Linked DNA regions of Mus musculus: regions 1, 2, 3, 4, 6 and 7 are each linked to region 5. A link is a contact called in public promoter capture Hi-C data. All regions are on one chromosome and are shown on one strand. The core of a region is the stretch at or near the end of the contact, and the rest is flanking DNA. Distances in the headings are between cores, read along the strand shown.

What was found. Promoter capture Hi-C pulls out the DNA fragments that hold promoters and counts their contacts.
Region 1: a promoter capture Hi-C map of liver shows a contact between it and region 5, with 6 times the contacts expected there. The contact joins the promoter of Fto here to the promoter of Cyld in region 5. A contact is called at or near these places in 4 of 39 promoter capture datasets (hippocampal neurons, liver and pre-B cells) and 2 of 115 datasets of contacts at active chromatin or transcription factors (astrocytes and regulatory T cell precursor).
Region 2: a contact with region 5 is called in a promoter capture Hi-C map of hippocampal neurons, with 3 times the contacts expected there. The contact joins the enhancer-like site here to the promoter of Cyld in region 5. A contact is called at or near these places in 3 of 39 promoter capture datasets (hippocampal neurons, liver and pre-B cells), 1 of 484 Hi-C or Micro-C datasets (embryonic stem cells), 3 of 115 datasets of contacts at active chromatin or transcription factors (astrocytes, large pre-B cells and thymic regulatory T cells) and 1 of 9 other capture datasets (adipose tissue).
Region 3: a contact with region 5 is called in a promoter capture Hi-C map of liver, with 4 times the contacts expected there. The contact joins the enhancer-like site here to the promoter of Cyld in region 5. A contact is called at or near these places in 8 of 39 promoter capture datasets (the 3T3-L1 cell line, the C10 cell line, cranial neural crest and 4 more) and 3 of 115 datasets of contacts at active chromatin or transcription factors (acute myeloid leukemia, astrocytes and large pre-B cells).
Region 4: a promoter capture Hi-C map of liver shows a contact between it and region 5, with 7 times the contacts expected there. The contact joins the promoter of Rbl2 here to the promoter of Cyld in region 5. A contact is called at or near these places in 10 of 39 promoter capture datasets (the 3T3-L1 cell line, the C10 cell line, frontonasal cranial neural crest and 5 more), 1 of 484 Hi-C or Micro-C datasets (B cells), 2 of 115 datasets of contacts at active chromatin or transcription factors (astrocytes and large pre-B cells) and 1 of 9 other capture datasets (liver).
Region 6: a contact with region 5 is called in a promoter capture Hi-C map of pre-B cells. The contact joins the promoter of Aktip here to the promoter of Cyld in region 5. A contact is called at or near these places in 4 of 39 promoter capture datasets (hippocampal neurons, liver and pre-B cells), 2 of 115 datasets of contacts at active chromatin or transcription factors (astrocytes and regulatory T cell precursor) and 3 of 9 other capture datasets (adipose tissue, embryonic stem cells and liver).
Region 7: a contact with region 5 is called in a promoter capture Hi-C map of pre-B cells, with 4 times the contacts expected there. The contact joins the enhancer-like site here to the promoter of Cyld in region 5. A contact is called at or near these places in 6 of 39 promoter capture datasets (the C10 cell line, embryonic stem cells, hippocampal neurons and 2 more), 1 of 115 datasets of contacts at active chromatin or transcription factors (large pre-B cells) and 1 of 9 other capture datasets (liver).

The regions. Positions count from the first base shown.
Region 1 is chr8:91,312,124-91,314,857 of GRCm38.p6, reverse strand. It overlaps Fto (fat mass and obesity associated), which reads right to left and starts at 1,333. Exons shown (of 9, transcript NM_011936.2): 1 at 1,238-1,333. The coding sequence starts at 1,282. Rpgrip1l (Rpgrip1-like) reads left to right here and starts at 1,636. Exons shown (of 26, transcript NM_173431.2): 1 at 1,636-1,655.
Region 2 is chr8:90,893,373-90,896,163 of GRCm38.p6, reverse strand. All of the region lies in intron 2 of Chd9 (chromodomain helicase DNA binding protein 9), which reads right to left. Among named protein-coding and RNA genes, the nearest start is that of Chd9, 66 kb to the right of the region's middle. Within about 2 kb of position 1,468, at least 76 of the 459 cell types and tissues checked have an H3K27ac peak or open chromatin away from gene starts, as enhancers often do. A contact at or near this core is called in adipose tissue and hippocampal neurons, where this site is marked.
Region 3 is chr8:90,943,433-90,946,270 of GRCm38.p6, reverse strand. All of the region lies in intron 3 of Chd9 (chromodomain helicase DNA binding protein 9), which reads right to left. Among named protein-coding and RNA genes, the nearest start is that of Gm39221, 110 kb to the left of the region's middle. Within about 2 kb of position 1,445, at least 3 of the 459 cell types and tissues checked have an H3K27ac peak or open chromatin away from gene starts, as enhancers often do. A contact at or near this core is called in liver, where this site is marked.
Region 4 is chr8:91,068,796-91,071,495 of GRCm38.p6, reverse strand. It overlaps Rbl2 (RB transcriptional corepressor like 2), which reads right to left and starts at 1,439. Exons shown (of 22, transcript NM_011250.4): 1 at 1,090-1,439. The coding sequence starts at 1,320.
Region 5 is chr8:88,695,629-88,698,638 of GRCm38.p6, reverse strand. It overlaps Cyld (CYLD lysine 63 deubiquitinase), which reads right to left and starts at 1,611. Exons shown (of 17, transcript NM_173369.3): 1 at 1,540-1,611.
Region 6 is chr8:91,132,738-91,135,638 of GRCm38.p6, reverse strand. It overlaps Aktip (thymoma viral proto-oncogene 1 interacting protein), which reads left to right and starts at 1,612. Exons shown (of 10, transcript NM_001302266.1): 1 at 1,612-1,739.
Region 7 is chr8:90,975,711-90,978,764 of GRCm38.p6, reverse strand. It overlaps Chd9 (chromodomain helicase DNA binding protein 9), which reads right to left. Exons shown (of 40, transcript NM_177224.2): 6 at 1,698-1,844; 7 at 1,217-1,285; 8 at 1,082-1,137. Among named protein-coding and RNA genes, the nearest start is that of Gm39221, 82 kb to the left of the region's middle. Within about 2 kb of position 1,449, at least 94 of the 459 cell types and tissues checked have an H3K27ac peak or open chromatin away from gene starts, as enhancers often do. A contact at or near this core is called in pre-B cells, where this site is marked.

The DNA of each region.
Region 1 (2,734 bases), core at 84-2,583, 2.6 Mb before region 5:
GCTGAACAGAAAGTCAAGCAATCACTTACGATTACTGAGACATTGTCTAGGACTTAACACAACTACCTGTGCTTCGCATCAGCCAGTACTTCAATGTCTTTCACAAAGAGACTAGAAATGGAGCTAGGAGATTAGAGAGGGGCAGCTCCTGATCCCTAATGCCACCTAGGAAACAAAAGGCCCTGAGCAAAGGCCAACTTCTGCCAGACTCCGTGTCCATGTCTGTAAAATACATAACTCAGGCCATTACACCCAAGACCCAAAACCCTTAGATTCCTAACTGACTTAGGAATCTTACAAGACAAAATTCTACGACAGCAAGTACTGTACCTGTTTTATTTCCTACTGATCCTCGCTGCCAGTATTTACCTACCATAGAATAAGCACCAAACGGCATAGCCAAGGGCCTTTGGCCAAATGAGCTACAGACAAGAGAGACTTTTAAGATGGGCAGAATCTGTTGTGTCCACTGAGGGGGACTGAATGCTGATAAGTTAGAACAAATCAATAGGTCCCAACTTTGGGGATGGGGGAAAAGGAAAATATTGAGCTTCCAGTGCTCATCTTCATAACGGACTGTTTATACTCTACCTATGTAATATCTGTCTTGCCATCTGCTGCAATGATATGAAATAATTATGCATTTAATGTAGGTGTCTGATACAAAAAAAAAAAAATGCTGCAAATAAGTCGCCGTTGCTGTTACTGTCATCCCAAGGAGTGTCCACTGTCAGAAAGCTGAACAGCAAGGACGGAGTCCAGGAATGTACTACCCACAGAAGCTATGTAAAGCGTATCTGATGTGCTGACCACGCAGACAAGTCATCTGGCCATTGAGGCAATGCTCCAAATAAAAACATGTCACCATACTAAATCTGTGGCTCAGCTGCGCTCGAGCTGAAAACACACAGGTGGTAAACTGGTAAACTGAGGCTCGAGAGTGGCTACAAATATAACCAAGGAATAGGGACAGAAGCAGGACAGGGACATAGATGTCTATCTTTTCATTTCTGACCAAGACTAACTGTATCCAGATCTGCATCCAGAGCAATATGAATTCACAGCACAGACGTGCGCGCGCACACTCACACCACGTCTGCAGGTCTCTTGCAAACAAGGCCCTGACACCCCTTGGCTTAACGCCGAGCATCCACTCAGCCATCCCAGCGGGTCTGCGGGTCCCCTGCCTCTAGCCCGGGACTAACACAGAATCCCAGACGCCCGGAGCCCCACATACCTTAGCTTCCCGCTCTCGTTCCTCCGCGGTCTGGACGCGCTTCATGCTGCTACTAAAGCCGCCTTCGCCACCGTGGGCCGTGTTCCCCCTCGCCCTGGACCCCGCCTCCTGTGTGTAGTTCTCTCAACGGCTCTCTCCCGCCTGGAGCCATTTGCTCTAATACCTAGAAGAACTACCCTTCCCAGAATGCTGCGCGAGACTCCCGAGTACTCCTTGGGCTCCGGAGCTGAATTTCTCCAGTCAGCTAGCAGGGCTAGCGTAGTCCGCTACGCGACCCGCCGACGGCCCGCACCCTACGGAGAACTACATTTCCCAGTGGGTAACGGGACTCACTGTTTTCCCGTGCTCCTCTGGGCCTGCAGAGGCTCGCGCCCTGGGCGCTATAGCAACCGGTAGCTAGCTGAGGGCGAACGCGGAGGTGAGTACTCTGTGAGGTGGGGGCTAATGCAGGTTGGCTGGCTCTTCCGCGGCCTCACAACTGAGCCTGGAGTCTGTTCGAAGCCCAGGATAGACCTGGGATTCTTGCGTGGAAAGCAGTCCATCCCGACACACCTCCACATCCGCAGGCCTGCATCTGACTCGCCCTGACCGCCCGCCCAGCCAGAAACGCAGCTGATAAGAATTGGCAACCCTAAGTCCTACAACTCAAAGGTCCCAGTCACATTTCACTCTGTTTCCCAGAAACTGGGCTTGGATGGTAGAACCTAAGCCTCCCAAGAGGCTTGTTACTGTTGTTGTTGTTGGCTTGTTACTGTTGTTGTTGTTGCTGCTGCTGCTGATTGTCGATTAGTTTTTAAAAGGGGGTCTCCCTATGCATCCTAGGCTGGCCTTAAACTAGCCTTTTTAGCCCATGCTCGTCTCAAATTCAATCAATAATAGGTCTTGCCTCAAGTTCCCACCACCACAATCAGTTTCTAGTGGCCTATCTTTTATTCTTTATTACTGTTTCTCATCTGACTACTCCCATAGTCTGTTAAAGCCATTACAGGGCAGAGACTTTGTTTAAACTCAGTGCCTGGCATTCATTCATTCATTCATTCATTCAATAAATGATAGCGTTAATGTCTACTATGTGACATCAGATAGCAGAAGAGGAACTATTTGGGGGAGGAAGGAGACCAGTGAGAGGAAGCTAGAGAGATGGGGGGGGGAGTGGTAGGGGACAGATATAAGCAAGAAACTATGATATAGGTGTGAAAATATACTAGGTTAAAAATGCATGACATGACAATGAATTACGATACAACTCTGGGATAATGACAAAGGCTGTTGCTGTAAGCAATAAGCCACAGCAGGGTGGTGGCACACTCAGGACAAATTCAGAGTCTACTCAGGGCATGGTGACACCCGACTTTAATCGTAACACTCTGGAAGTAGAGGCAGGGAGATCTTTGAATTCCAGCCAAGTTTATATAGTGAGATGACCCCCCCCCCCATTTTTTAAAGAAAAAAAAAACACAAGGAAAAAATAGAGAATTTGAGGCCAGTATGTTTAGT
Region 2 (2,791 bases), core at 219-2,718, 2.2 Mb before region 5:
AACATTAGAAAATCAACAGATTCCATTCCACATCTGAAGTTCTTTTATTCCCACTGGAAAAAAAAATCCAGGTCATTCGAAAGGGCAATTTAAATTCACGGATCCTCTGATCGGTTGAGATTAGGGCAGCGAACAATAAGAGCTGTGTGTTAGCAGCCTCCATTCAAGGCAATTTCTGTAGCTAAGAAGCTCTGGAAAGCCAGAGTTGAAAGCAGTTTGCTAGAGGATCTGAAGACAGCTTCAAACAGGAGTCCTCAGGCCACCTGACTTCTCAAAGTTACCAGCAACCTTAGAGGGAGCCTGAGGAACACATGGTGGACCAGTCTCAGTGGTCCAGGCTAGCCTGGACCTCACTCAGACTTAGTTTCTCTATTATCACAACAACGACGACGACAAAAAGACAAAATTGCCTTGACAACAAAAAGACAAAATTGCCTTTTTTTGTGGTTATTATTTTGAATCTTCTACATAATCATCATATACTGTCATCAACGAATTAGAGCTCTTTTTTTTAAACGTGTAATCTAGATGAGCCTTGAACTTCAGATGCTCCTGCTGTGGGCCTACTAAGTGCCGGGATTATAGGCTAGGGGCCACTACATCTGACCTCAAAGATAACACTTTGAAATGAATTAGTTGTACTCAGATTCGTGTCAGTTGAGCTGAGTGACTGGAGGTTGGAGGTCCCTGGGCAATGTCGGTGGGCTTTATGAAGTCATACACACTCAACAAGGCTCTGTTGCTAGTGAGTTTGTTTTTCTTTTGTTGATGGTGGGTTTTATTTGTTTGTTTTGACAGGGTTTTGCTGTTTCCTAAACTGGCCCCAAACTCCTGGATTTAAGCCTCTTAAGTAACAGGAACTATAGCTACATCACCATAAATGGCCAGGAAAGCTTTTCGGTAGCAGATATGATTACATTATTCATAAGGACTATAACACTAGAAATAAGAACATATCTGTTCACCGGAAAAAAAAAAGGCTAGGCATATTAGTTGCATGCCTTTAATCCCAGCACTGGGGAGCCAGGGAGGCAGAAACAGGCAGATCTCTGTGAGTTCATGGCCAGCCTTGTCTACATAGGATGTTCTAGGACAGCCAGGGCTACATGATGAGACCTCTCAAAAATAAATAAACAAACAAATGTAAAAAAGAGATGTAAAAACAAAATCTGATAAACTAATGTATCAGAATCTTTCTATAATTCTCTGTGTGTGTCTGTGTGCACATGTTTATGTTTGTGCAAGGATGCATGTGTATATGGTGTGTGTAGTGTATGCACATGGTGTGTGTGGTATATGCACATGGGTGCATGTATGCCTGTATATGTGGGCGTACATCCTGTCTTTGCCCTTGCTCTAACACTCAACTGTACCGTAGGCCCTCCCTGTAATGTCTGAGGACGACTCCTTTATCTGTAGAGACCCAGTGACAACTGGGAGCAAACAAGCAGCTTTAGACAAACGGAGAAAAGCTGGTAACACCTTACAGTGGAGCTGTGCAGCTAACGCAGATCGTCAAACTTTACGAAAACACACTTCTCAGATTTTATTTTTAAACTTTTGGCAGAAGTCCAGGATTTTAAACAGAAAAAGCAAAGAAAAATCCCAGGGAGGAAAACAGAACAAAGGCTCAGCTGTCGTTCTGCAAGCCTCGGGGTCCCTCCGCCACTCCCCAGCTCCAGAGAGCATTTCTGAAGCTGTGCTGGACTTAGATGGACATCTGTTGGGAACCCTTGAGTGCATCCCAGTCTGCAGAAGAGGAAATCGGAGCTCTGGGCGGAGGGGCTTACCCACAGTGGCACATCTTTCCCAGTCTGCCAAGATGACTCAGATACTGCTACTTTCTCCAAAATAACCCAGGACTAAGCAGATGACACAGAGCCTTGGCGGCGGGCTGACTTTGCTCTACTCTTCTTGTCTTGTGAGATAGGTAGGGTCTCCTCATGTAGCAGGCTGGCCATAAAGCTTAAGATTCTCTTGCCTCTACCTCTCAGGAGCTACGACTAGAGGCACATGCCACCGTAGGTCTTTGTTTATCTTTTTACACATGGCCCTCACTATGCAAAAATTATTTGTTCTTGTCAAAGACTATAAATTTACCTGCACTCCTGACTTGCCAACATTTAAAAGCCAAAATGTTTTACCTAACAGTTTAGACGCCTAAATTTTTAGAGATTCAGTAACATTGAGGTCTTCCACTGTGTTCATTACCATCTTGGAGCCAAGCAGAAGTATATACTCTACAAATGTCACGGCCCACGTGTCCCTATAGCAAAACACTTGCTCGGGTCCACTTTGTTTATTCCCTATGAACATTTATGCTTGTCACTCTGGTCTAAAGTGTATGGCCACAGAAGCTTTTCAGAAGAAGTGAGGGTTTTTGTTGTTGTTGTTGTTGTTTTTTTTTTTGTTTTTGTTCTTTTCGAGACAGGGTTTCTCTGTGTGTCCCTGGCTGTCCTGGAACTCACTCTGTAGACCAGGCTGGCCTCGAACTCAGAAATACGCCTGCCTCTGCCTCCCAAGTGCTGGGATTAAAGGCGTGCGCCACCATGCCTGGTGGAAGAAGTGAGGTTTTAGGGACAAAGATAAGTCAAGAATACAGAGGGAACCATCCAGTCTCCAAGATGGAGAAGATGTTGTCATGAACACTGCTGTTTTCATGTGCTGTTGAGAAGAAAACTTCATGGTGGACACACATGCCTGTAATTCCAACACGTGAAAAACTGAAACAGAAGGATCTCTGTGAGTTTAAGGGCAAGCAACACACAACTTTAATCCCAGCACTCAGGAT
Region 3 (2,838 bases), core at 196-2,695, 2.2 Mb before region 5:
TTTTCTTAAAAATTGCATATGAATCTACAATTATCTAAATTATCTTTAAAAACAATATCTCAAGAACTGGTAAAAGGGGGCTGGTGAGATGGCTCAGCAGTTAAGAGCACTGACTGCTCTTCCAAAGGTCCTGAGTTCAGATCCCAGCAACCACATGGTGGCTCACAACCATCGTAACAAAAATCTGATGCCCTCTTCTGGAGTGTCTGAAGACAGCTACAGTGTACACACATATAATAAATAAATAAATCTTTAAAAAAAAAAAAAAGAACTGGTAAAAGGACCCAGTGAGTTAAAAGGAACTTGTTGCCAGACCTGAACACCCGAGTCCAATCCCCAGAATCACATGGTGGAAGGAGAGAACCAACTCACACAGTCGTCCTTTGTCTTGTATATCCACACCATGCCATATGATGCACCCATCCAACACATGTGCATGCACATGCTCACACATATGGTCTAGCAAAATAATTTTAAAAATATCTCAAAATAAAAGAGGAAGGGAGGAAAAAAGACAAGGCACATGCCCCAAGTAAAGAATGAGATAAAAAGTGTGTTGTTTTAAACCATTATATTAAGCACAATTTGGTATCACACAGCATTAAAAGAAACATACTACAGCCAGATGTGTTGATGCTTGCATTAAATCCCAGCACTTAGGAGGCAGAGACAGGCATATCTCTGTGAGTTCTAGGCTAGCCTGGTCTACATACTAAGTTCTAGGATGGCCAAGGCTACATAGAGAGACCCTGTTTCAAAACAACAACAGAAATAGGAGATGCAAGAGGAAGATGTATGTGAATGTGTGTGTGTGTGTGTGTGCAATATAAAATTTTAAGCTACTTTGTTGATGTTACTTATTAAAAGCAAAACATATCTTTCTCCTTTGCTGTAAGATATGAGGGAAAGTCTCCAACTAACTTCTGGCCAGAGGTTAAAAAATATTTTCTAATTAATTGCATCATTTACTAATACACTCATCCAGATGGCCTATTAAAACAAAAGAAAAGTAAACAGTTACAACTAATGAACTAAAGTCACAGATCAAAACCAAAATCAAATAAACTCCAGACCAAAAGTCAACTGTAGACACAAATTACTCTCAACCAAAAACCAGCAGCTAATAGAGGAAAGAGAGAGAGAAGAGAGCATGGGGGATAGAGAACATAGAGCATGGAGAGCAGGGAGGAAGACTGAGCATGGAGGATAGAGTTTAGGAATGCAAGCCTAACCTGTCTGTCTGTCTGTCTGTCTTTGTCTCTGTCTCTCTCTTAATGGAAAGGAGAGATATCCCCTCCTTTTTAGAACTTTGTTTATTTTGTTTGGGTTTTGCTTCTGAATTTTATTGATTTATTTTATGAATATGGGTGTTTTGTTTGTATACATGTCTGTACAAACCTGGCCAGAAAAGGGTGTTGGAAGCCACAGGACTGGAGTTCAGGATCGCTGTGAGCCACCATGTGGGATCCTGGAAACTGTACTCTGATCCTCTGAAAGAGTGGCCAGTGCTCTTAAGCACTAAGCCATCTCTCCAACCTGCAAGCCTAGTTTACTATCTGAAAATTAATTCACAGAGTACAGCTTAGCAAGAGCCTCATGAAAGCTTTATATCCTATCTTGTGATAAAGGAAAACAAATACTCAAATTCACTATCCCTCATGATGTAACTACTCATGATGCAGCAATTAAGACTAGAAGGGAGTAGCCAACAATTTGCTAAATAGGACATCTATGCAAACCCCACAACGAGCATCAAGCCTCACGGTGAAATACAGGAGGAGCAACTTAAGACCACATGGTCACAACATCTCTGTGGTGGGAGTCTTGTGAGTGTATGCCCAGGGAAGTAGAGCTGGGTCAGATGACAGCTCGAACTAGTTTTGTTTTGTTCTTTTTATGAGATTTCCACAGTGCCACAGCAGCTGACACTCTGATCAATAGTAATGAAGGTCCCTTCTCTCCATATGCTCTTCAGAAGTTGCTGTGACTTGCTTTCTTACCTAATCCTCATAGGAGAGATGAAATAGAAAAGCAGTTTTACTTGCTCTCTATGATAAACTAAGGATAAACACTTTGTGTTTATATCCACAGATTTATGATGCTCTCAACCTTGGATAGAGAAGCTGCTGCTTTCTTTTAATTTTTGAGACAGGGTCTCTCTATGTAGCCCTGACTTTCCTGGAACTCACAGAGCTCCTCCATGCCACCACGCCTAGTTCAGAGAAGCTCCTTGAGTTGGTAGGAGTTAAAGCAGAGCCTCAACTGCTGAAGCAAACATCTGTGAGCTTTTAGCCACTGGTGAGATGTCTATATAAACCACCCCCTATCAGTTCTAGACACACAGAGGCGATCTTCCGATCAGCTGGTGCGTTCTTCAATTTCTTTCATCCTCTTCCTCCTCCTCCTCCCCCTCCCCCTCCTCCTATGTGTGTGTGTGTGTGTGTCCTGAAGTTACCCTCACAGATATAGTTTACCTTCCTGGCTGCATTTCTTGTGGATATTAAACTATTGTAAGTGGGTATTTTCCTTGATTTCTTTTGCAGCAAGTTGTCAATATAGAACATAATTTTATATGACTGGTGCCAATGTTAGTCACACTGTATAGAAAAAGAGACTGAGTTTGGAAAGATAAACAAATCTGCTCAGTATTTTAAAATGAGTTATTTTTAACTATGCTTCTTTCTGTATAGGTATACATACATGACGGCAGGTAACCACAAAGACCTGAGATGTCTGATCTTCTGGAGCTGAAGTTACAAGCAGTTGTGAGCTACTTACCTAAATTAAAATAATACATACATTTTACATATTCATAAAAATGATGTTAACTTGATTTTG
Region 4 (2,700 bases), core at 190-2,689, 2.4 Mb before region 5:
CGTCCTCTGACCAACACACACACACACACACACACACACACACACACACACACACACACACACTAATTTACTAAGCATCTGTTAAATGCCACTTGCATATGTGACACCAGGCTTCATATGACTTAGTCTGTGATTTGAAGTCTCTGCTATGTTATAATACTCATTCTTGCTAATTTACAGCGTCATCTCTAAGGTGAAGTAAGAATTCGTTTGGGAGTATTTGTGTCCTTCAAACCAGAAGTTCTCCTCTTTGCCTGGCTATCGGAAACACTGGGTAAGGAAGGCGGCTACGGTCTCTTCAGCCAGACTGCTTCAGTCTAGGAAATTTTCTGCACACATACACACATTGCTTTAGTTAAGCTTTAGGTAAGCACTTTGAAGTGGGCACAAGTAACAAAACTGCTCACACAACATAACTGAGTTTCACTGTGGTTAAAAACTTGTCCAGAGTCACTCAGACACAGGTCTAAAGCTGCCATGTTTCTTTTTTTTGTGAGTGTAACAAATGGAGAGAGGGGAATTCGATGTGTGTCGATTTTTAAAAAAATAGAAATAAACCGACTCAGAAGAATGGCACAAGTACATCCATATCATAGTTAAATAACACCTTGCTTAGCCTTCGGGTCGGGGGCCTCTTTGCTCTGCTACTTCGATAAGCTTCCATATATAAAATCAAAGGGTCATACGCACAGGCAGCTGAAAAACAATCCGGACTTCCGTGTCACTTCCCATTGGCCCATACAGGGGAGGTGCCTGCAGAGTTGACAGGCACTAGCCCGAATAGCCATTTTCGTCAACTGCAAAGCCCCGTCCCAAGAACGGAACATAACAAGCCTACACCTGGATGACAGCCAAAAAGAGTGCCCAAGTTCAGCAACAAATGTTGTGTGTCTACACCCGCTTTTCATCTGCCCGGGGGGTGGGGGACAATAAATCCTAAGCCATTCTCACACGTAAGCAAGCCTGAAACTTAATGAGTTTCCTCTGACGGCCGCAAAGCCAGGGGGAGGCAATGGTGCGGGGCAAACGACCAAGTGATCCTAGGGCCACCCCGAGTCCCCGATCTCCACGGAGGATCTGAGCACGCACCTCCAGCGTGTAGCTCTCGCTCATGCTGCGGTAGCTGCTCCAGGCCTCGGCGCGCGCCGCCTCGTCCATGTTGAGGCGGCTGCACAGCTCCTCGAACCGCTGCTGGATCTGATGGCTCGGGGACCCCGCGGGCTGCGCGCGATCCGCGGCGTCGCCATCCTCCTCCTCTTCCTCCGAGCTGGCTGCAGCAGCTGGAGGAGGCGGTGGCGACTGGTTGCCTCCAGATGCCATGGCGCACCCCGAGGCCGCGGCTCTTCAGATGCGCTCAGGGCCCGGGCCCGCAGCCATTCAAACCGCGAAGCGCCGGCCCGTCAGCAGCCTGTCCTGCTACTGTGCCGCCCCCAAAGTTCCTCAGTCCCATGCGGGCACCCGTAGGTCTGAGCACGGCCTGCTGGGAAATGTAGTCTCGGCCGGGATCTCAGGGAGACCAAAAGTCATGGAAGAAGAAAGCAAAAAACGAGCTGTGCATCATTTAGGGGTGAATGGACACGTCCTCTACCGTTTTAAAAAGCATCTCTCAATAGTGAGACCATTCAGAAGGCTCGTTTGAAGAGAAAAAGACCAAGAAATATCGACAGGATTTAGTATATAAGCCCTTTACACACATCCTCACCTAGAGGTCCTCAGATAGTAAAGCTAAAAGGTCCAAAGTAAAGATAATAGTTTGCCTGCCCTTTCTAGTCTCTGTTGCTGAGATAAACACGGACTGTAACCAACTCGGAGAGGAAAGGGCTTATTTCATTTTAGTCTTTACAGTTCATCATTGACGGAGGTTAAAGCAGGACGCTGCTTACTGACTTAGCTCCCCGTTGCTTTATCAGCTACTTTCTTAATACAACGCCACCCCCGCGGCCGCCACCTCCCTAGGCAAGACCCACAGGTCAATCCAACAGAGAGGATTCCTCAAGTGACACTCCTATGTCAACGCTATCAATGGCAAAGGTATATTGAGCTAAGAATTGATCTCACTTCACCAAACAAAAACAAAATAAAAAACCCTCAACCCTCAACCCTCAATCACACAAATAATCATGAATGTGTTTTCAAGAATAACTTAAAATGTATATTAGCTATCACATAACTGCTCCTAGATACGGCTAAAGTTTCTTACAGATAAAAGGAAGAGCGTAGAGCAGGGACATCTGAGTGAGTCCAGAGTGGACATGACCCTGAGCCACCTGAGGGAGGAGAGTGCGGGGAGGGGGCGCGGGAGGTGAAGGGAGAGAGGGGAGAGAGGGGAACCAGGTGCAGCAGCTAGAAGGCCCAAAGGTACACCGAGCTAGAAACTAAAATGTCTGGATTATATAGGAAAGCACAGCCCACCCCTTGAGCTGGAGAGTTTTGGGTAGGGGGCTGGCTATGGTAACAGGTAGAGGTTGAGGGCTACCAGGAGAACAGAGCAGCCAGGTCCTCTTTGATATGTTAAATAGGCACCTCAGCCTTTTGTCCCCGGGCTTGAAACTTTCCTATATTTATGATTTGAGGTGTTAAAGCTACCGAATCTCTAACTAAGCTTAGATATGAAGGGAATTTCAAAGAATTTGCTCACGGAAAAGAAACTTTTAAGGCACATTGCATGGGCTTAAGTGGTGAAGAGAATCTAGTGGAGAT
Region 5 (3,010 bases), core at 362-2,861:
TAGAAACAAGTAAGGTGAAATGTCACAATTATGAAACCAGGTTGTTTGGAGCTTCATTTGAAACTAAAAATGTAAGATGACAGTATAAACACCAGGAGCAAAACACTAAGTATAGATTGATGGGCAGGATAATTACTGCTCTTTCTTCATGTATTAAAGACTTCCTTAAATCACTTAACCACAGTTTAGGTATCTTCTGTTTAATATGTCATTTTTACATAACAAGTTCCTGGTCTTATCAGCTCATCTCAAAAGTTTCCAGTCCAAACAAGGCTTTTTTTTTTTTTTTTAAAGAATACCTTAAAATTTTGCAGCAGAACATTAGAGAATGTTCTGGGTACTGTCAACATTCAAATTACATGAACTTCACTAAGAATTTCCAGCAAATCACTTTCCTTCAATACTGTTCTAGTGCAAATCCACCCACTACCCAGCGGGGAGCAGCAGGCTAAATTCTTGGGGCCATTCAACCTACTTGAGGTATGAGGGGGTGTGCAAGAGACTGATGTTTGAATGCACGCCCTCTTGATGCCTGCATTCTTCTCTGGAGCCAATGATTACAAAAATGAGCAATCTTATTAGGAATCCCTGATTAGCCCCAACACAGACACACACAGACACACACACACACACACACACACACACCACAGCAAGGTATGAATGAATGCTCCTCTAAGGAGACAACTTTCCAGGGAAAATCAAAAAGAGGAAGGTGGCGGGGATAGTGGGGGTTGGGAGATTGCAAGGCTTGGTGGCTAGAGGATGACAAACCCCTAAAACATGCAAATGCCAAGGGGTGGAATAGAAAAAGATGCCAAGGACATGAATAACCTGGCAGCTGACCCAGATGAACTCAGTTCCAGACCATGATCATTCGCGACTTGGCGGTCTCCTCCAAGGCTGACCATAATAATAAAAGGAAAAACAAGGTACCTGTCTCAACAGGATGCACCTTCCAACTACACAACTGTGCAAAACCATCCTCTCTCCTCCCCCCTCCCTCCAGACCAGAGAAACTGAAAGAAAAAGCAGAACACGCCATTAGCGAGGCCAGACTGCTCTTCCGGGAGCGGAGCCACCAACACCCCACAAAACAGCACAGACGTGAGGTACCATAACCCGAGATTCTCCCTGCCTCCTGCAGCCGTTGGGAGCCAGGCAGGGTCCCGGCCTCAGTTTCCCCATCTGTCCACGACGGCGGGCCAGAGAGAAAGACGGAGTCCTGCACTGCTCCTACCCAAGCCCTGTGGTGCAGGAGTCCCGCGAGTCGGGAGCCCTCGGGCAGGCTGGAGGTGACAACCGCGGTTGACGTCAGAAGCTCGTCGGCCCGGGGCAGCTAACGGGCGGGCGCTGAGGCCCGACGGTCGCCTCCGCGCTTCAGGGCGCCTGAGGCAGAGCAGGAACACTGGGGACCTAGCGTCAGCCGCGCGGCCGCGCACACTCACCCGCCTCGGCCGCCGCTCAGCGCCGCAGCCCCGGGCTTCAGAACCAGCGTCCCGGGCCGGCCGGGCGCCCCACACCCACCACCCCAGTATTTACCTCAGGCGCGCGGGCCCCCGCGCAGCCGAACCTGCTACCTGGGCCCGCCCCCACCTGCCCCGCCTCCGAACTGCCCGCGGGGAGGGAGGAGCGGAGGCGGAGAGGGTAGATGCCGCGCTAGCCAATCGTATTCAGAGATCCGACCCTGCGTGCGCTCTGATTGGGTTTTCTTGTAACAGACCTTCCTCCAATGGCTGCTGGCAGGGTGCTGGCTGAAGGGACTTTCCGCTCGGTCAAGCTCGGTGGAGGCAAAGGGAAAGCGAAGGGGCGGGGCAGAGGAGAAAGGGTGGGGGCGAGGAGCGATGGCTGATTGGGCGAAAGGCCGCCAGTGTCATGTCACCATTGGCTGAAACCACGCCTGGGCGGGGCGCTGTGCTCTTAGCTCCACCCTCCTTGCGCGGGTCTTGTCTCTTGGCTTAGCTGTCAAAACTAGGGTGGGAAGCGATCCAGAGAAGAACTGAGAATAATTTTCAGAATTCCATTGAAAGAACAAAGCTTAGAATTACACCTAGAGTCAATGTTTTCTTTCTCAGTTTGTCAACATGTAACACGGGGAACTCCCAACCATCCTAAGCCTCAATTTCCTCGTCTGTAGAACGGAGGTGTTAGTACCACCTGTTTTACCGGATTATTGTGAAATGCTATATAGTATCTCCTAACAGTAGACTCTGTACAAACTGAAGCTCTTTCTGTCCTCAGATGGCGTCTGGGACACCTGCTGTTTTTTTAAACTTCTGTGGCCATCCTCTCCAAGGGTGGAGAGAGTCTCCTAAGGATAAAGAAAGGCTTTCCACCCTCTACCTTACCCGGGACTGCATCCCTGGCCACCAGCCAGAATTAAGGGTATAATGAAGGATCTTTCAATTAGACGGAAGGATTCTGACTCCCAAAAGTGTTCAAAATATTTAAAGAAACTCTTTTTATAATCAGCCCCAGAGCCTGGCAGCACATGACTTGCTTCACTGGATAGTTCTCTTAATTAATTCCTTCTCCTTTGACATTTTAACTACTAATTATGGGAGAAGGTGATTAATACTGAGAAGGAGGGGTGTGTGTGTGTGTGTGTGTGTGTGTGTGTGTGTGTGTGTGTGTGTGTGTGTTTAATCATGACACAAATTTCCCCAGTGAAGACTACCATGTTTCTGAAAATCCAAACAATGAAAACCACTAACACAGAAGCAGACAGACACATGGGTGATTGCTAACAGTATTAACTCACAACTCCTCTCCCTGCTGAAATCAACCATGATGAAATTGGTATCTTCTGAAAACTGAAGCCTCAACTCTTTCCTGTCTTTCACTGGTATACATATATCCTGTTCCCAATTTCCCAAGCTCTAGCCACATGATATAAATCAATAGTGACACACAGTGGCCTTAGACAACAACATTCCCCTATAGATCTGGATTCTCCCATGACACTGGCATGATTCAGAGATCCAATCTGGCTGTGTGGGAGAACATTTTGCTT
Region 6 (2,901 bases), core at 363-2,862, 2.4 Mb before region 5:
GAGAGGGCCTCCAACTTCGGTGCTAGAGACCTTTGTGACACCGGTTCCCTGGTTCTCAAGCCCCTGACAGATCTGTGGAGGGGCTGACTAGAGGCAAGCTCCCCTGACGCCCTGCCTCTTGAATGACAAAAAAGGAAAGGAAGCGACTGCTGTTAGGTATGGTGAAGGACAAAGTTTATGGCAGATAAAAGGGGGTGCAGAGACAGAGGCAGAGACATCTGGGAGAGTGAACATCCCCAGACTGAGCTGCGCCACCTGAGGAGATGTGGAAACAGAGAGCTAGAAGGGGAGCTGCCAACCAAGAGAGGCAGCTTGGTCTAAGAGACTGGCTAAGAGAGTAAGGGGTAAACTGAAAGGAGCAGGTAACCAAAATGGCTGAGTTACATGGGGAAGGGCTTCTAGGGAGAAAGGCAGCATGTTTCCCGGGCGGGGAAAAATTAGAGTAGGGGCCAGACATATCTTGTAACAAGTAGGGACTAAGGGATGCAGGCCACAGTAGAAACAGAGACTGTAGGCTGCAAGTCTGGCCATTTAAGATTTACACAGCCAAATATTGCCAGATTTCTTCCTTCCTTCCTTCCTTCCTTCCTTCCTTCCTTCCTTCCTTCCTTCCTTCCTTCTTTTTTTTTTTTTTTGGGGGGGGGGGTTCAAGACAGGGTTTTTCTGTGTAGCCCTGGCTGTCCTGGAACTCTGTAGACCAGGCTGGCCTAGAACTCGGAAATCTGCCTACCACTGCCTACCAAGTGCTGGGATTAAAGGCGTGCGCGCCACCACTGCCCGGCGCCAGAATTATTTCTTAAGTACATCAGTGTTGTTCGATAATAGTCGTTACAGAGGGTCATCTTGGCCACTGGGCAGAATTATGCTTTTCTCCAGAGAAACGGGGCTTTATGTCAGGCCAGAACTTCAGGATGCTTGTATCCGTTAGAGACACGTTCTTTGATACGCTAATGTGTTTAATGGCTGGTTGTAAATCAGGGTTGTCTTTTTTTTGGTTATGGGAATGGAACCTAATGCACATCAATCCCCGGGAAGAAACATTTACAGAATTCTTTCTAACAAGCCTGATAACTTTGGATTTATTGTAAAGGTAGCACTACCTCAGCTAAATTCTACTCTGTGTCACTTATTGTCTCCTAAGCAAGTTGATTAATAAATCCCATCACTCCCACCAGGGAGCTGCAGACCTCCCTCTCCAGCCAGTGGCTCAGAGTCCAGGCCTGGATACCGGCTGACGCTTGGCGGAGCCAAGAGCTAGCAGCAATCACTGCCGGAGACTGGCTATAGTGGCTGCCGCATAAACCTCTGGGTGGGTATCCATGGTGACTGACACACGCCACGTCCAATGGCGGCCTGGTGCCTGTTTGTTTCTCGTCCCAGCCTCCCCAGGGATTGAAGCTTCTTTGACTGACAGCTCGTCCCTGGGCGCTGTTACGTAAGGGGGAGGTACGAGCGCGGCCCCACCCGAGCGGCGCTAACTTGATTGGCAGGACGGAGCTCCAAGCCCCAACACCTCCCGGAAGTACGTTTTTGATGGACGGCGAGAGAGAGCCATTCGGCATGGGTATCCGAGCGGAAGCGCCCAGTCTAGGGCGTGTCCAGGGCGTGTCCCGCTGAGGGCAGGGCGGGGCGGGGCTCTGCGGGAGAGGAGCGGCAGGGGCCGGGCTGCAGGACAGCCGGAGATGCTGTTGGCCCGCGGTGGCGCTCGGCCCCCAGCGCTCCGCACCGAGGGCATCCAGGTAAGCGTCTCACCTCTGGGCTGGTGGCTACCGAGTCGTCAGGACAGAGGGTTTGTGTCCGCGGCCCGGCGTTCGGTTCCCTGGGGTGCGCTAGGGACCGGGGCGACGGCGGCCGCGCGGGGACACGGGGGCGGGGCCGCACCTGTGCGCTGCAGGCACCTGCTGCACCCGAGGAAGAGGGCGGCAGGGTTGGTGGCGCTCTGCTCCGCTTGGTCTGCCCCTCCTGCGCTGGGTCCCGTCTGTCTGGCGAGGGGCTGACATGAAGCCCCAGGCTCTCGGCCTCGGCTGCAGACTAGCGGGCCCAGCCAGCCTCCAACTCGCTTCCAGGCTAGGGCCGGGCACCAGCCTTACATCACCTCGGGACAGGTTTGTCCAGATTCTCTACGTGCTCCGAAATGGGATTGTGCCCCGGGCCAGGGTGCCCGGCCCAGCTAGCTGCCCAGCCAGCCGGGCTGTCGGAGGCCCGGGCTGTTTACTTTTCCTCGGTCCTGTCTGGTGGCCTCTTAATGTGGAATTTCGTAAACCCTTTTTGGGGTGATAACATTAGTTAGCTCTGTGTCACAGAAGAACGATGGTAGCTAGGTCTCATTGGCCCTCTGCGGTATACTCACTGTCGCATAGGTGAAGATGCAGACTTCGCTCAGCTGTGTAAATGCATGCAATCATTTTTTTTTTTTAAGAGTCAGAGGAGCAGGAAGTCTGGTGGTATTTTCTGCGAATAAGGATGGAACCTGTTTTCCTTACATCTGTCATTACTATTGGACGATGTCATGCTATGCTTATGGTAGATTGCTCATCTAGCAAACTGTAGTTTCTGAAAAGTTGGCTACGGTTCCTTGTGCTTATGTTGCTATTGGAACCACTGAGTTAAAAATATGGCTGCGCTGGACGGTACATGGTACCTTTTGGAGGAACTGAGGGCCATGTACTGAATTTTTAAAGGCAGAAGACATGAAAGGTGCCCAGTGCCAGTACATTTACAAATAGGAAATGCCACGCCTCTCAAGAGGTGAAGAAAAACCTTGAGAAAACATGTGTGTCTAGGCAGTGGGTTACTAGTCCTTAAGGAAAATATATAGTTTTCATTTGAGCCAAACAGGAACATAACCCTCCTTGAATTTTTGATGCACTATGGTGTCAGCCACCTTTAAAAGCAGGTTTG
Region 7 (3,054 bases), core at 200-2,699, 2.3 Mb before region 5:
ATCACTTCATTCAATTTCAATAAATTTCATAAGACTTCTAAAACAGCCATCTTGATCCTGGAATGCTAAAGAAATTGTAGCTGAGGAGTCATGGTTTGTCTCCATGGTTTGATAAGCTGTCCGGAAGCTATTTCTACAACATGACTTATTTTTTATTATACTGATTTTTGTCACGATCAAAGTCATGTGCATTAAAACCCACACAATTTTTTTTGAAAGAGTTAGTCAATGTATGAAGAAAAGCTGGAACCTATACAAAAGGAATCCACTTCCTCACAACTGGTCACTCCACTGATTTAACCAAGGTAAAAATGGAAAACCTTAAAGTGAAGTCATCAATGAATACATCTGACACAGCAACCGAAAGATCAGTTGTTGTGTATAAACATAATAACACCTAAAGAGCTCAAAACAGAAAGGGGATAAGTACCTATAGTTTATAAAATCATATTTTATAATATTCTTGCATGTTCATATAATTTCAAATATTCAATCTTAACATGAGAGGTTTTCCTTCCTTCCTCCTTTTTTTCTTTCTTTCTATCTTTTTGTTTCTAGAAGCAGGGTTTCTCTGTGCAGCCCTGTCTGTTCCGGAACCAGCTCTATAGACCAGGCTGGCCTCAAACTCAGTGACCTGCCTGAATCTACCTTCCAAGTGCTGGGATTAAAAGTGTGTGCCACCGCTGCCTGGTGACAAAAGATTTCAAATACAACTTTTTTTTTTTACTTTTTAATGATTGAGTTCTTGAAATTATAAATAATACAAATTTTTATTAAAATGTAAATAAAATGAAAATGTATGGCTGGAGAGATGGCTCAGTGCTTAAGAGCACTGACTACTCTTCTGAAGGTCCTGAGTTCAAATCCCAACAATCACATGATAGCTCACAATCATCTGTAATGAGATCTGATGCCCTTTTCTGGGGTGTCTGAAGACAGCTACAGTGTACTCACATATAATAAGTAAATCTTTTTAAAAAGCAAGTATATTAATTGTAACTCAATATACTTACAAGTTAGATAATTTATATTTAACTAAACATCATAATGTTACACCATAATTTTTAATTTAAATACTTACTAATTTTTGTACTTTACAAAAAATTCTTCTATATCAAGCATAACTCCAGGTGATACCTAAAACATTAAAATGAACAACTGTGATTCAAGCAGGGCAGAAACTACACCATGTAAGGTATAATGTACCATGACTTACTTCCTTTTTTACAGTCCTACAAGCTAGTATTTTGTCTACAATTGCAGCATCTTCTTCACTTGGATTTTCCTAGGAGAAAGAGGGAAAAATCTATGATGGAATGAATATATTCTCAAAAGGTTGTCATTTAACAAACAAGAATGCATTCACATTGAGCACTATGTGAAATGTCAGGAACGAGAAACAAGTCTTATTCTCACTGCCCTGACATCATCTGCATGGCCACTACTAACCATGCTGCGCTCCTTCATTTCAAAACCTCTACTATCACCGCTTTTGCGGCCAACTGGAGCCTCGAGCTAATCAAGATAAACATTTGCCTGAGGTTTCAAATCAAACTGACAGTGGCTGAATGTTTGGCTCACAGTGCATAAGAGAAAAAGTAAAAGTAGAAATACAGACTCTGGTGCTGAGTTAGACAAGGAAGCCCAGGAAACAAGGGCTCTTGAGTTCCTGGTGGCTGGCTCGGGCTTAGTCTTACCACAAACAGCTGCAGAGGCTGCTCTCCAGGCGGAGGAGCCGAGTTCCTCTTAACTCTCAGACTGCCTTTCACTTCTTCTTCAGATTGCTTTCCTTCTGCATCTTCTGCATATTTTTTCCTCTTAATTTGTCGATTTGATCTTCTTTTCTGTAATGAATCACAAGGATCTGATTTATATAAATTATTTTAAAAATATTTAGCAGGGATTTAAAGAATGTTACCCTTTATGCTGGTGATGTCTTAGGACAAAAACCTTTGAAAGTATATCCCATTCTGGTCTCTCATGGTTTTCTGAGTAAGGCTGTAGCATGCTCGTGGCCGTGAGCTCACAATCCTCCCAAAGCTTCACTTGGCCCAGTTTCAAATATGAGAGCTGAGGGACACCTTTATTTATTTTTCTTTATAAATTAAGGCTAAAAAGATCTGCTTTTGTTTTGAACTAGTTCACAGCTTAGAAATGCAATATTCTATTAGTAATACCTTTATTGCTGGATGAGTTTTCTTTAGAAACAATTATGAAAATGAAGGGTTATTTTATTTAGCTATTGATTTACTCCCTAGGCAACACACATTTTAAACTATATACAGTTTCACACATTAGTCCCAAACCTAAAAGTTACATCAAATGGTTCCTGTTAGATAATTATTTGGGGATAAATGTGGAGGAAATTAAATGTTCTCTAAAGTATGTAAAAATGTTTAAGATAGAAATAATATGAAATCTTTTAGAATAACTACATAAAATGATTCCCTTTAATTAAATCTAGATGAAGTAATAAAGTGGTTCACTAGTACTAATAGTTTCCTTAATGTTAAAAAAAGCACAAAAACCATAAAACTAGAGCCTTTTAAAGGTATTATTTAGAGTAACAGGTCTTTTTAATAGTCTAACTTTAAATCAGAACCAAATGTACGTGGCTTTACATACCTCCCTAATCACAATTTTTCATGTTTTCACCCCCCCCAAAAAAAAAGAAAAAGAAAAGAAAAACCAAAGCTTAGGTTGGTTTCAGAATACATGAGCTCTTAAAGGTATTTGCACTTTCATTCAGGGCAGAAGGCTCTCTACTGAGTAATAGCAGTTACTGCATGAATCCAACTCTTGCTTTTCCTGTTCTATTTCCTGACATTCCCCAGAAGTGGTCTCAGAAAACAGCCCATATGTTCTACCTATGGCTCCTGCGGTATTACCTATGTGGGAGCTTTTTCCTTATATTCACAAACATAACAAACGCAGCTGTAACAGAACCAGCTGAAACTGTGTAGCAGTGAGGCACCGAGCTGTTACTGTACTAAGGCTGCAGTGGTTGTGCCTTTATGACTATGCTTCATTTGTTTTATGAGCTGAGCAATACTG